Linked DNA regions of Oryctolagus cuniculus: region 1 is linked to region 2. The links are chromatin contacts, called in public Micro-C maps. All regions are on one chromosome and are shown on one strand. The core of a region is the stretch at or near the end of the contact, and the rest is flanking DNA. Distances in the headings are between cores, read along the strand shown.

Evidence for each region. A called contact is a pair of places that touch in the nucleus more often than the background predicts.
Region 1: a Micro-C map of ear pinna shows a contact between it and region 2, with 2.5 times the contacts expected there. The contact joins two enhancer-like sites. A contact is called at or near these places in 3 of 6 Hi-C or Micro-C datasets (ear pinna, liver and an unstated tissue).

Annotation. Positions count from the first base shown.
Region 1 is chr11:98,689,163-98,694,942 of mOryCun1.1, forward strand. No RefSeq gene overlaps it. Among named protein-coding and RNA genes, the nearest start is that of NTN4, 21 kb to the left of the region's middle. Within about 2 kb of position 2,584, at least 3 of the 8 cell types and tissues checked have an H3K27ac peak or open chromatin away from gene starts, as enhancers often do.
Region 2 is chr11:98,522,263-98,527,820 of mOryCun1.1, forward strand. All of the region lies in intron 1 of LOC108176672 (a long non-coding RNA gene), which reads right to left. Among named protein-coding and RNA genes, the nearest start is that of USP44, 78 kb to the left of the region's middle. Within about 2 kb of position 1,504, at least 1 of the 8 cell types and tissues checked has an H3K27ac peak or open chromatin away from gene starts, as enhancers often do.

The DNA.
Region 1 (5,780 bases), core at 1,334-3,833, 170 kb after region 2:
CTGGTCCATGGAGTTGGAGGCACCCCTCTCCTGACGTGTGAGTGAGTTCCTGCTCCTGTTTCTGCAAGCATCCCTGTGTGTAGCTGTCAAGGGGCTCTCCGGATCCTGCCTGTTGGGTTTTCTTTTCTTTTTTTTTTTCTTTTTTGAGAGGCAGAGTAGACAGTGAGAGAGAGAGACAGAGAGAAAGGTCTTCCTTTGCCGTTGGTTCACCCTCCAATGGCCGCCGCTGATCCGATGGCAGGAGCCAGGTGCTTCTCCCAGTCCCCCATGCGGGTGCAGGGCCCAAGCACTTGGGCCATCCTCCACTGCACTCCCGGGCCACAGCAGAGAGCTGGCCTGGAAAAGGGAAAACCAGGACAGAATCCAGCGCCCCGACCAGGACTAGAACCCGGTGTGCCGGCGCCGCCAGGTGGAGGATTAGCCTAGTGAGCCGCGGCGCCAGCTCCTGTTGGGTTTTCACAGAGGCTTCATTACATGTGCGTGACTGATTAAATCTTTGGCCATTGATGATCAACTTAACTAACCTTCATCCTCATTCTCCTCTCCAGCAGTTGGGGGCTGAAGCTGAAAGTCCCACCCCTCGAACCCTGCCCTGGTCTTTCTAGTGACCAGCTCCCATCTTGAAGCTACCTAGGCCTGATTCACTATCAATCTAACTCATTAGCATAGAAAAGCCCACTTTCACAAGGGAGAATCCAGGGATTTTAGAAGGTGCATGCTAGGAAACAGTGCCAGAGACCAAATATATGTATTTCACAATGTCACTCTCATTAGTAGTGATAACAATATCTGTGATGAGATAATGACAAAATGATCACCATCATCACAACACACATGTGAATCCCTGTTGTTTGGCCTGGTTCCTAGTTTAAGTTGCATTATGCTTTATTTTTTGCCATAAAAAATTTCTTTGAGGTGGAGAGAGAGAGAGAGAGAGAGAGAGAAAGAATATTTCATAGCATAGCTGCTACTTTCTCAAGAAGAATATCACTCCTACTGATCTATGCCAAATTTAGTGGTAACACTACATATTTTTTTAAAGATTTATTTATTTATTTGAGAGGCAGAGCTACAGACAGAGAGAAGGAGAGACAGAGAGAAAGGTCTTCTATCCACTGGTTCACTCCTCAAATGGCCACGATGGCTGGAGTTAGACAGATCCAAAGCCGGGAGCCAGGAGCTTCTTCCAGGTCTCCCACAAATGTTCAGGGGCCCAAGCACTTGGGGCATCTTCTACTGCTTTCCAAGGCCAAGCAGAGAGCTGGATTGGAAGAGGAGCATCTGGGACATGAACTGGCACCCGTATGGGATGCCAGCACCACAGGTGGAGGCTTAACCTACTACACCACAGCACCAGCTCCAACACTGGATTTTTGAACTCTCATCTCATGCCCGAGCAAGGTCAAAATTAATTTTATGTGATTGACACCATAAGGCTCTCTAGAAAGGCAGACCTTACTACTAAAAAAGGGCAAAGACAATAGCCAGTTCATCTTTGCAGTTACACATCTAGACAGGCCTAGGCCTCATAAGAAGTAATACCAGAAATGCAATATCATTATGTAATATGCAAGATAAGTGAATGCAACTAACCTGCACTATCAGAAGAAGAAGGCACTAAATGGAGCCTGAAGAGGAGTACAAAACAAGCATGACCTTGAGAGAAAAGGATAAAGTTCGAATGCTCTGATTTGTTTGCAAAGAATGATGGGAGCAGAGGGACGAAACAGAAAGCAAAAATAGAGACCACAGGCTTTAAGAAAAAGTTATGAATAATCAAAAGTTGGCAAGTGACTTACAAAAACAGTCTGCACTGACAGTGCATAAGTCACATTGGCTTTGCCACTACTATGGAGTAGCCAGGGACAGCCATTGTGAAGAATTCTTCTCTATCCTTGGTGCCAGGCACCCGTTGAGAACTCCACTTCTCAATTTACCAAGTTCTCAATACATATTTGTTGAAAGAGGAGGAAGCATGATTACTTAGATAGTTATGAGGCCTGGTGGAAAATATCCCAACAAACCAGTGTCATCTGCGGTTAAAGAAAATCTGTTTCTGATGTTTTTGTGGGTGTGGTCCCAACACAGTGCCGGTGACACATCAGGGAAGATGGCAAGCAGACTGAAAACAAGTGCCACAAGAAGTGATCTCACTGCCATGGTCTGGGTGGGCCCGCTTGGTCAGTTCTCATGCAAGCACATTCGTTCTAGAAAGTTCTCCCATGACTAAGAAGAAGCTGACAGGAAGCAAACAGATTTCACCATTAAACAAATAGAAAAATTCAAACAAGTAACGGAAAATGTTGAACGAGAACAGAACGGAACATTTTTAGCTACTTTTATAACCTCTGACCTCTTTCCTTCTCTCTCACATTCAGCTCTCTCACTGCCCCCACCCGACCCCATTTATCTTTTCCCATCCCTACCCCTGGAACCTGAGCAGAGAGGTGCTTTCCTCTAAGCCATTCCAGGGTCCTGTCTTTGGAATTTAAGTAACTTGCACAAGCTCACCTGGGAAGAAGCTGTTATGGTTGGAAAGTTTGCACAGCTCCAAAGCTCCTATGGTGAGCTCCACCCCCAAAGGGATGCTACCATGAGGTGAGACCTTTGGGAGGGTAATTAGGTGGCCCCTCTATCTTGTGAGGACTTTGCAAGAAGGCATCAGTGGCCGGCACTGTGGCTTAATAGGCTAATCCTCCGCCTGTGGTGCTGGCACCCTGGGTTCTAGTCCCGGTCGGGGCGCCGGATTCTGTCCCGGTTGCCCCTCTTCCAGGCCAGCTCTCTGCTGTGGCCAGGGAGTGCAGTGGAGGATGGCCCAAGTGCTTGGGCCCTGCACCCCATGGGAGACCAGGATAAGTACCTGGCTCCTGCCATCGGATCAGTGTGGTGAGCCAGCCGCGGCGGCCATTGGAGGGTGAACCAATGGCAAAGGAAGACCTTTCTCTCTGTCTCTCCCTCTCACTGTCCACTCTGCCTGCCAAAAAAAAAAATAAATAAATAAAATAAAAAAATAAAAAAAAAGATTACAACAAATGTGATACAGACTTGGGTTTTTTTTTTTAATCTTTTTATACAGACACTGCTAAATACTACAAGACTTAAAGATTTTTAAAAAGCATGAGATACTTTTAAACTTTATGCTTAGCTACTGTTTATGAAGTATTAATGTTAACAACAAGCTCAAATCAAGCAAAGAAATATGGTAGTGACTCATCACATTTTAATGCTGCTTAATTTTTAGGCTTCCTGTGTGAATTAGCTAAGAGATACAGCAATTTAAATAATAATGACTAAAACCTTTTCTATTTCCTGCTTGAATTTCCTTGTAAAATATTGGCTTTTTTTTTTTTTAAGTATTCAGACATTCTTTATATAAAGAGAACCAGAGAATTAAAATTCTCTTAAGCATGTCTTATAGAACTAAGCATTTCAAATGAAGTAACAAGTGATCTGAATAAAATACTTTTATAGATTTAGAAAGATAAAATGTCTATGGAGATCCACAGAAGAACAAAACAATTCAGTCCACTGTTGTGTGTGTCATGTTGCTATAGGAACATCCTGTTGAATCTTCCAGTCTCATCCCACTCTCTGGGGTCCCACACATACCTGCACACCAGGTGGAAGTGGGTTGCAGCAGCTCAGTAGTGATAACAGCACCTTGGGAACTACGATAAGTAGAGAATGTTTGCCATTTGGGTCACTCCCAGGAAAATTTGAGAGGCCTAATAGAAAAAAGGACCAAAACTACAAAGGCATTTCAAAAAAAGTTAACTTACAAAGAAGCCAAAGTGATCAGCTTTCTTATAGTTGTGTAACTATAATTATGTGTACCCTATTATCAAGGGTATAGATAAGGCTTCTCGAACCTCAGCTGTGTACTCTCTCTGCAATCAATCTTTTCTAATTTTTTTATACTGAAGTTTCTACCTGTACTTATTTTAAATTCAGTTGACTATTCACAGATATGTGCCTGTCTCTGCTTCCCTTCCATTATTTGTAAGGAATTAGCTTTAGCTGTCTTTTTAGAGCGTAGGTTGAAAAGGCATTTTGCTTTCCACCTCGGAGTAATTTTTAAACCACATCAATTATTTTTCATGCGCAGCTGTTTTTTTTTAATCCACAAATTATTGCTCTAGGCGTTTTTTGCTTTACCACACATTTCAGAAGAGAAGGAATGAAGGGGAGCCAGCTAATCTACAAAAATTTCGCCTACAGTAGATCTGACCAAAAAGGGGGGAAGGGGAAGTCATGAACCAAAACTCCTTAGAAATGGGAACCACTTATGAACAGTGTAAACCTTGACTATGTAATCCCCTTCGCTTGCATTTACTGATCACTAGAGAACTGTTTCCCGATTCACTTCTTCCTCTACCATTTATTTGCTCAAGAAATACTTGTTTATGCGCTGGCAGACCTAAGTGAAGCCTACCGCTGTTCTCACAAGGCTCACCATCTGATTTGGCACCCAGTGATCTGGGCATTAAACAAGAGCGAATCCAACACAGCAATCCATCACACCGGAGACTAGGGGAGAAAATCTGATGGAGGATGATGCTAAGGTTTGGATAGACTCAAGAGGGGCAGAAAGACTTTCTCCAAAGTCACAGTGAAAGTTTAAATGGGTAAGGAATATTGGGATACACGGGGGCAGGCGTGTCTTGTACTGGCAGGGGTGAATAACAGAATGTAGCAGTGGAAGGGATCGTAAAGGTCTTTGAGGCCAACTTTTCTGAACATACAGAAATCTTTTATAACATCTCTAGACAATAGCCCTTTAACATCCACGATTACATGTTTTTATTGGTTTATTTAGCACTAAACTTACTAGGCTCCAGGCACTGATCTACAGGTTTAGCAAATATTAACTCAGGTGATCCTTATAACAACCCTAAAACAGAGATACGCTCATTATCCCCACTGTACAGATGAGGAAATGTGGCAGGGAGAAGATAAGTCAAGTTGTCCCCCATCCAAGTGGCCGAGCCAGGACACTCGGGCAGATGGCCTGGTGGCTGAGTCCCTGTGGTGACCGGGTCCCTGTCACTTCCCTGGATAGGTAGCCCTTCCTCTGTTGGCCAGCTCAAACCATTAGACACAAGGTGGTAGATTCTGAAATTTGTCTTACCTTTCAGCATTCTTATGTAGATTTGCCTCCTACAAACTGAGATTTCAAACAAAGGAGGATGTGGAACTTGAAAGATTTGAGTATAAATGGGTTAAAATTGTTACAAAGTATAGCAGTTAATTAATACGAAAGTAGGATTTTTCAAAATTTCTCTTCAATAACTTGATTCTAATTTGGTGAATTTAATGTTTCTGTAAGCAAAAATAAATAGACTAGATCTATTTGCATGTGAAAGTCTTTCAGCAGCCAGGTGGCTTGGGATTCTATGAAATACCTTTGTGATCTAACTTGGCTTTGGGGTGAGAAGCTTATTACGCCTTTTTTTTTTTTTTTTTTTTTTTTTTTTTTTTTTTTTTTTGACAGGCAGAGTGGACAGTGAGAGAGACAGAGAGAAAGGTCTTCCTTTGCCGTTGGGTCATCCTCCAATGGCTGCCGCGGCCAGAGCGCTGCGGCCGGCACACCACGCTGATCCGATGGCAGGAGCCAGGTACTTCTCCTGGTCTCCCATGGGCTTTAGAAATAGAATTTTCGGACCGCGCTGCAGCTCACTAGGCTAATCCTCCACCTTGTGGTGCCGGCACACCGGGTTCTAGTCCCGGTCGGGGCGCTGGATTCTGTCCCGGTTGCCCCTCTTCCAGGCCAGCTCTCTGCT
Region 2 (5,558 bases), core at 254-2,753:
GTGGAATAACCCCTCTGGTTTATTGAATTAGGTTTTCCAGTGGGGTTTATGTTGCCAGGTGATCACTTCTCAATTCGATAAAAATCACTTCGTAATGGGGATTAGATGGTACAAAAATGACACTGCACTCTGCTGGATCTCTCACGTTCTTTTTTTTTTTTTTTTTAACCAAAACTCTCCAGTCTGCCAAAGGTTTACACAAAGACTTACTGTTGTTATAATGTTCTGGGACTTAATAAATTAGACATTGTTATGAGATAGCTTCAAAACATTGAGAGAACTTGGCTGGGAGGTTTAAAATTTGTTTTTAATCAAGGAGAAATATGGACATTGATAACAATTATTTTTTAAATCCCATGTAGTATTTTTTTTTCAGGTTTGAATGAAAAGCAGTGTGACCACAAGAATGTACTTTAACAAAAGTAATAAGCTAATTCAATAACACACGAATGTTGTATTGTCTGGGTAGTAAGCTCATGTCTTAGTTTATAATGGCAAAGGGAATTTGTTAAGGGAAGCTTATTTGGAATCTTTTTATCCTATCAAAAACTTAAATTAACAGTTCTTTTGTTTGTTCTATTGTTCTATGAGTAGAACCAGAAACAAGTGTACATTTACCCCTTGCTTATTACCGTGTGGTGTGCGGCTCACAGGATCCTGGGGAGAGAAGAAGAGAGGGGGAGGTGGGGAGGAGGCAGTCCATTGCTGGTGTTGAGCTGGCTGCTCAGTGGGTTATAGTAACAGAGACTTAGACGTGCCCTGGTTGGGGGTTTAATATCTAACAGAGCAGGAAGCAAATGAGCACTGAGCCAGGTGGCACCTTTTCCCTGCCATCTTTAAACAAACAAAGCAGCAGTCCAAAGCACAAAGGTGGGTCTGGCACATGAAGCCGGGCTTCCTGGTGACTTTCCTTTTGGTCTTGGCATTTGCCCTGTGTTTACAGTCAAAGCACCAGACATGAGGTCATGGAGCCGAGGGGGGGAATAGAAAATAATGACCACACCATAAAATCGCTGTTGACTCTGCGCTCCAGGCAGGATGCAGGCGAGATGGAGGAGCCAGCTGTGCTTCTTCTGCCTTGGGCTCGTCTGTGGCCCAGGCTTGTTCCATTCGAGGGCCCAGTTACCCTGCATTGCACCATCCCTACTGAGGGCATGCAACGTAATCACCCGTCCAGGGCCACCCGTCAGCACTAGTGATGGTAGCTGAGTGCTAGGAACTCCTTGGTACTGGGCATACAGAAGGTGCTCAATAAAAATTCTAAGAGACTTGACTCTTCAGCTTAGGCTCAAGTCGTAGACTCTACTCCTTTACCAGTGTAACTCGGGTCACTGTAGGCCTGTGTTGGAGGCACAGAGAGACACTCACAGCTACTTTTACTCACATGTCCCCATTTCATCTGGACGTGATAGTGGGGAAAAGAGGCAAGGCCAAGAACACACTCAAGGACATGAGGCTGAAAGGGGTCAGTGGACCCAGGTCCTGCCTCAGAGACCCAAAGTGGCAGCGTTGAGTGTGACTGTCATTTCCTCCTTTGCCTAGTTGCCCTACTCAAAGTTTTATTTGGGCCTTAATAAAGTTTTATTGGCAAGAGCTGTGAGATTTAATCAATACCAACATTTGCCAATATGGTGATCAATGAGGAAATTGCTGTGAGCTACTCTGTGCGGAGTAACTCTGAGAAGGTTGTATCCAGGAGCCTTGTGTTGTGACTTGGAGGATTAAGCCGCTGCCTGCGATGTTGGCTTCCCTTATGGACGCTGGTTCGAGTCCCGGCTTGTCCACTTCTGATCCAGCTCCCTGATAATAATATGCCTGGGAAATGCTGTGCTTGCTGAGACAGCATCAGAAGATGGTATGTGTTCTTGGGCCTCTGCCACCCATATGGGAGACCTGGACGGAGTTCCTATCTCCTGGCTTCAGCCTGGCTCACTCTCAGCCATTGCAGCCATTTGGGGAGTTAATCAGCGGATGCAAGATCTCTTTCCCGGTGCTGGGCACTGTGGTGTAGCAGGTTGAGCCGCCACCAGCCATGCCGGCATCCCATACAGGTACTGTTTGGAGTTGTGACAGCTCCCCTTCCAGTCCAGCTCTCTGTTAATGCACCTGGGAAAGCAGCAGAGGATGGCCCAAGTGCTTGGGCACCTGTACCCACATTGGAGACCTGGAAAAAGCTCCTGGCTTTGAACTGGCCCAGCATTGTAGCCTTTTGGGGAGTGAACCAGTAGATAGAAGTTCGCTCTCTCTGTCTCTCTCTCTCCCCCTTCTGTCTTTGTAACTCTGCCTTTCAAATATAAATCTTTTTTAAAAAATAACTCCCGGGGCAATAAGGGACATTAGAGTGTAAAAGGACTTTGCTGCTAGGGGGCGCCATAGATGAGGGGAACAACATGGTACACTGTGCTACAGAGACTTGGGCCACTGTTGGGCAAGAGTCACTGGGTCTGGTTTTCACACTCTGAAGTAGATCACATGATGAAATAGTCTGAGAGCTGTTTCTGACGGTGCCCAATACATAAATGTATTGTGAGAACAAGGTGGCTCTGGGTGGCTCCATCATCAGGAGTGTGGCAGAGTTATAGTCAGAGGTAGAGATCACAAAAGGATTCTATGGCAAAGGACGCGGCTAGAACCCGGAGTCAGGGAAGCCCCAGGATTCCATGCGAAGAGGCTTCTCAGCCAGCTACTTTGGCACAAAAGATACTGCTGAGTTCAGGGAAACCAATTCTTACTAAATGGTAGTGACGCAAATGAGGTAGCAGTTTCCACTTTTGCCACATCCAATCCTTTGTTGGCAGCGTTAAAGCAAAGATCTATTTTCACCTTGTCTCTTGTGATTTGAGTACCAATGCCGTTACTTCCTAATTTCCAGTTTCGGGATTTTGCCCATTTCCTGCTAGGACCAGCCAGCTAAAGAATATTTGGCTAGTGGACAACAGGGAAATACCACACGTAACAACTGAAGACGGATGTGTTATGGAAAACCATTCTGGCCCTGTAGAATCAACAAGGAACATCCTAGCACGGATCCAATAATGTTTTCTCAATTTTAGCTATAGCTCATTTCAAGTAATCCTTGTGTTCTAGAAACAACACCTGTTCATCTTTCTGTGCATCTGTTAGAAACCCAGGCGTGAGAATGTAGGAAAAAATGTTCCAAACCAAATTACTATGCCATGCTAGCAATACTGTTTCATTATGTGAGACATTTGTCTGTATAGTTTCCTTGTAGGCTTCTTGAAAAATGGTGCAGAATGAGCCACATAGTCGACATACTGACCGCCTTTCAGGGTCATTGCTTGCTCACAACCTCTCTCTGTCTCCACCCCCCGCTGGGAGTCACTAGAAGGGCCAAGTGAGGCTTTAGCTAGGAGCAGCATTTACATGGGGTGGAAAATCCCTCAGATGCCTCATCTGAGATGAGGGGGACTAGAGGAGAAAGAACAGAGGCTATGCCAGCGTGTCAAGGGCAGTTACTGGGTTGTGAACTCTGTGACTGTTTAGTAGGGGGTGAGCAGTCTAGCACAGGGGCAGAGATGGGGCTGGGGCAGGAGAGTAGCAGGAATGGGCAGGATAAGTCTGAGCAGCCTTCTGGAATTGTGACCCAGTCTGTGGTTCTGTATCTCCCTCTGTAGCCCACTGCTGGAGGTGTTGCCCACATGGAAACAAAAGAAGTGAGACTACTTTCTCCCAGATGAATGAGTGCTGAGATGGGAAGTTGAATTGGAGGGTCAAGATCCAGGTTTTGGTTGGGAAGTTATCATAAATCAACTAAGATCAGCCAAACCAGGAGAAAGCAGGCGAGAAAGAAGTCATCTACAAGCTTTAGGAATTTAGTCTCAGATAACCCAAGGCTGTCTTGACAGGTTAAGACCTGGGCACCATGTCTGAGCCACAGAACCAGCTAACTGGCCTTTTGGCCATTTGTCTCTCATCTTTCATATCCATCTTACACTGCAATTAGATATTGCTTCCTAAAGCAAGTATCTGTCGCTCCCTACTCAGATTTAATTGACCTCCTATTGCTTAAAGGGCCGCGTTCCAAGTTCTTAGCCAGGCGTTCAACAGCTTCAACAGTCTGGTGTTAGACAACCTTTCTGACCTTGTAATCAACTACTCACTTTCCTAATCCCGCCATTCTGGACAGAGGGATCTTTGTGATCATCCAAACAGAATTCGATTTCCTGCTGGGAACCCATAAGGAGAGGGTAGGGTCTTCCCTCTCACCTGACCTATTATGCTTTCATAGAAAATCTAGACTGGCAGATCAGGTTGCCAGTTGCCAGTCATTTCTTGGTTCACATCTGAATTAATTTCTCAGCAACATTTGACAGCGTCCTTCTTGAAATATTGTGCTGTCTTATTTCTCTCATGTTCTCTTAATTATTCTCTAACTAGTGCTCTTAATTATTCTCTAACCCTTAATTATTCTCTAACTGCTGCTCTTTCTAAATCCTTGCTAGTTTTTTCTCTTTCGGTTGACTGGAAAATGCTGAAGTATCTTAGGTATTTGTCTAAGGCCCAGTCCTTTTTTTTTCTACCTGCATTCTTATCCCGGGTGATCTCATCTAGATAAACCGCATTACTAACCTCCATTTGCTCCTGTCTCCCACTTTCTGCAGGGGGTCATCACAGGCAGAGTATACTTCTCCTGCCCCTGACTTGGGACTTGCATGTGTGATCTGCTTTGAGTAATGATAGATTGGCAGAAGTCAAGCTGTATCAGGAGCTGAGGAGCATGCTTCCTCTTGCCCTCCTGTGCCTCTGTCATTGGCATTGCCTGGCTGGCAAGTTGGTCCCAGGAGAACAGGAGACAGAGAGAATAGAGCTTCCCACCTGCCCCGTAGACCTCAGACAGGAGCGGAGTTGCCTAGCTGGAACCCTAGCCAATCTGCAAATGTGAGCAAAAGTAGATCGTTTTTGTCTCATGCCACTGAATGTTCGGAGTGATCATCTGTTTAGTTATGGCTCCCAAATAGAGACCCCTAGCCTTCGGCCTTGGTTCTTTCCTGCTCCAGAGCTGTCTGTGCAGCCAGCCGTGTGGCATTCCCACTCAGTGTCTAGCAGGCATCTCAAACAAGAGCAAGCCAGGAGTGGACTCCTCCCTAGACCCGCTCTCTCCCATCTAAGTAGATTATACCATCATCCTGCCAGTTGTTCAAACTAAAAAACTAGGAGAACGCTTGGTTCTCCTGTTCCTCCACATTCACCCATCTGTGGAACATCACATATATGCAGTCATTTTTCTCTGTCTTCACTGACATACTGTCTCTTGTCTGGAAAACTTTGGTAAACTTTTAATTGATCTGTTTGCTTTCACTTTTGAACTTTCTTCAACTCATTCTCCATATATTTTGAACTTTATTCAACTCCATATATCATCTATGAGACTCTTTTTAAAGAGTAAATTAGGAGTCGCTGGCACCGCAGCTCACTAGGCTAATCCTACGCCTTGCGGCACCGGCACGCCGGGTTCTAGTCCCAGTCGGGGCGCCGGATTCTGTCCCGGTTGCCCCTCTTCCAGGCCAGCTCTCTGCTGTGGCCAGGGAGTGCAGTGG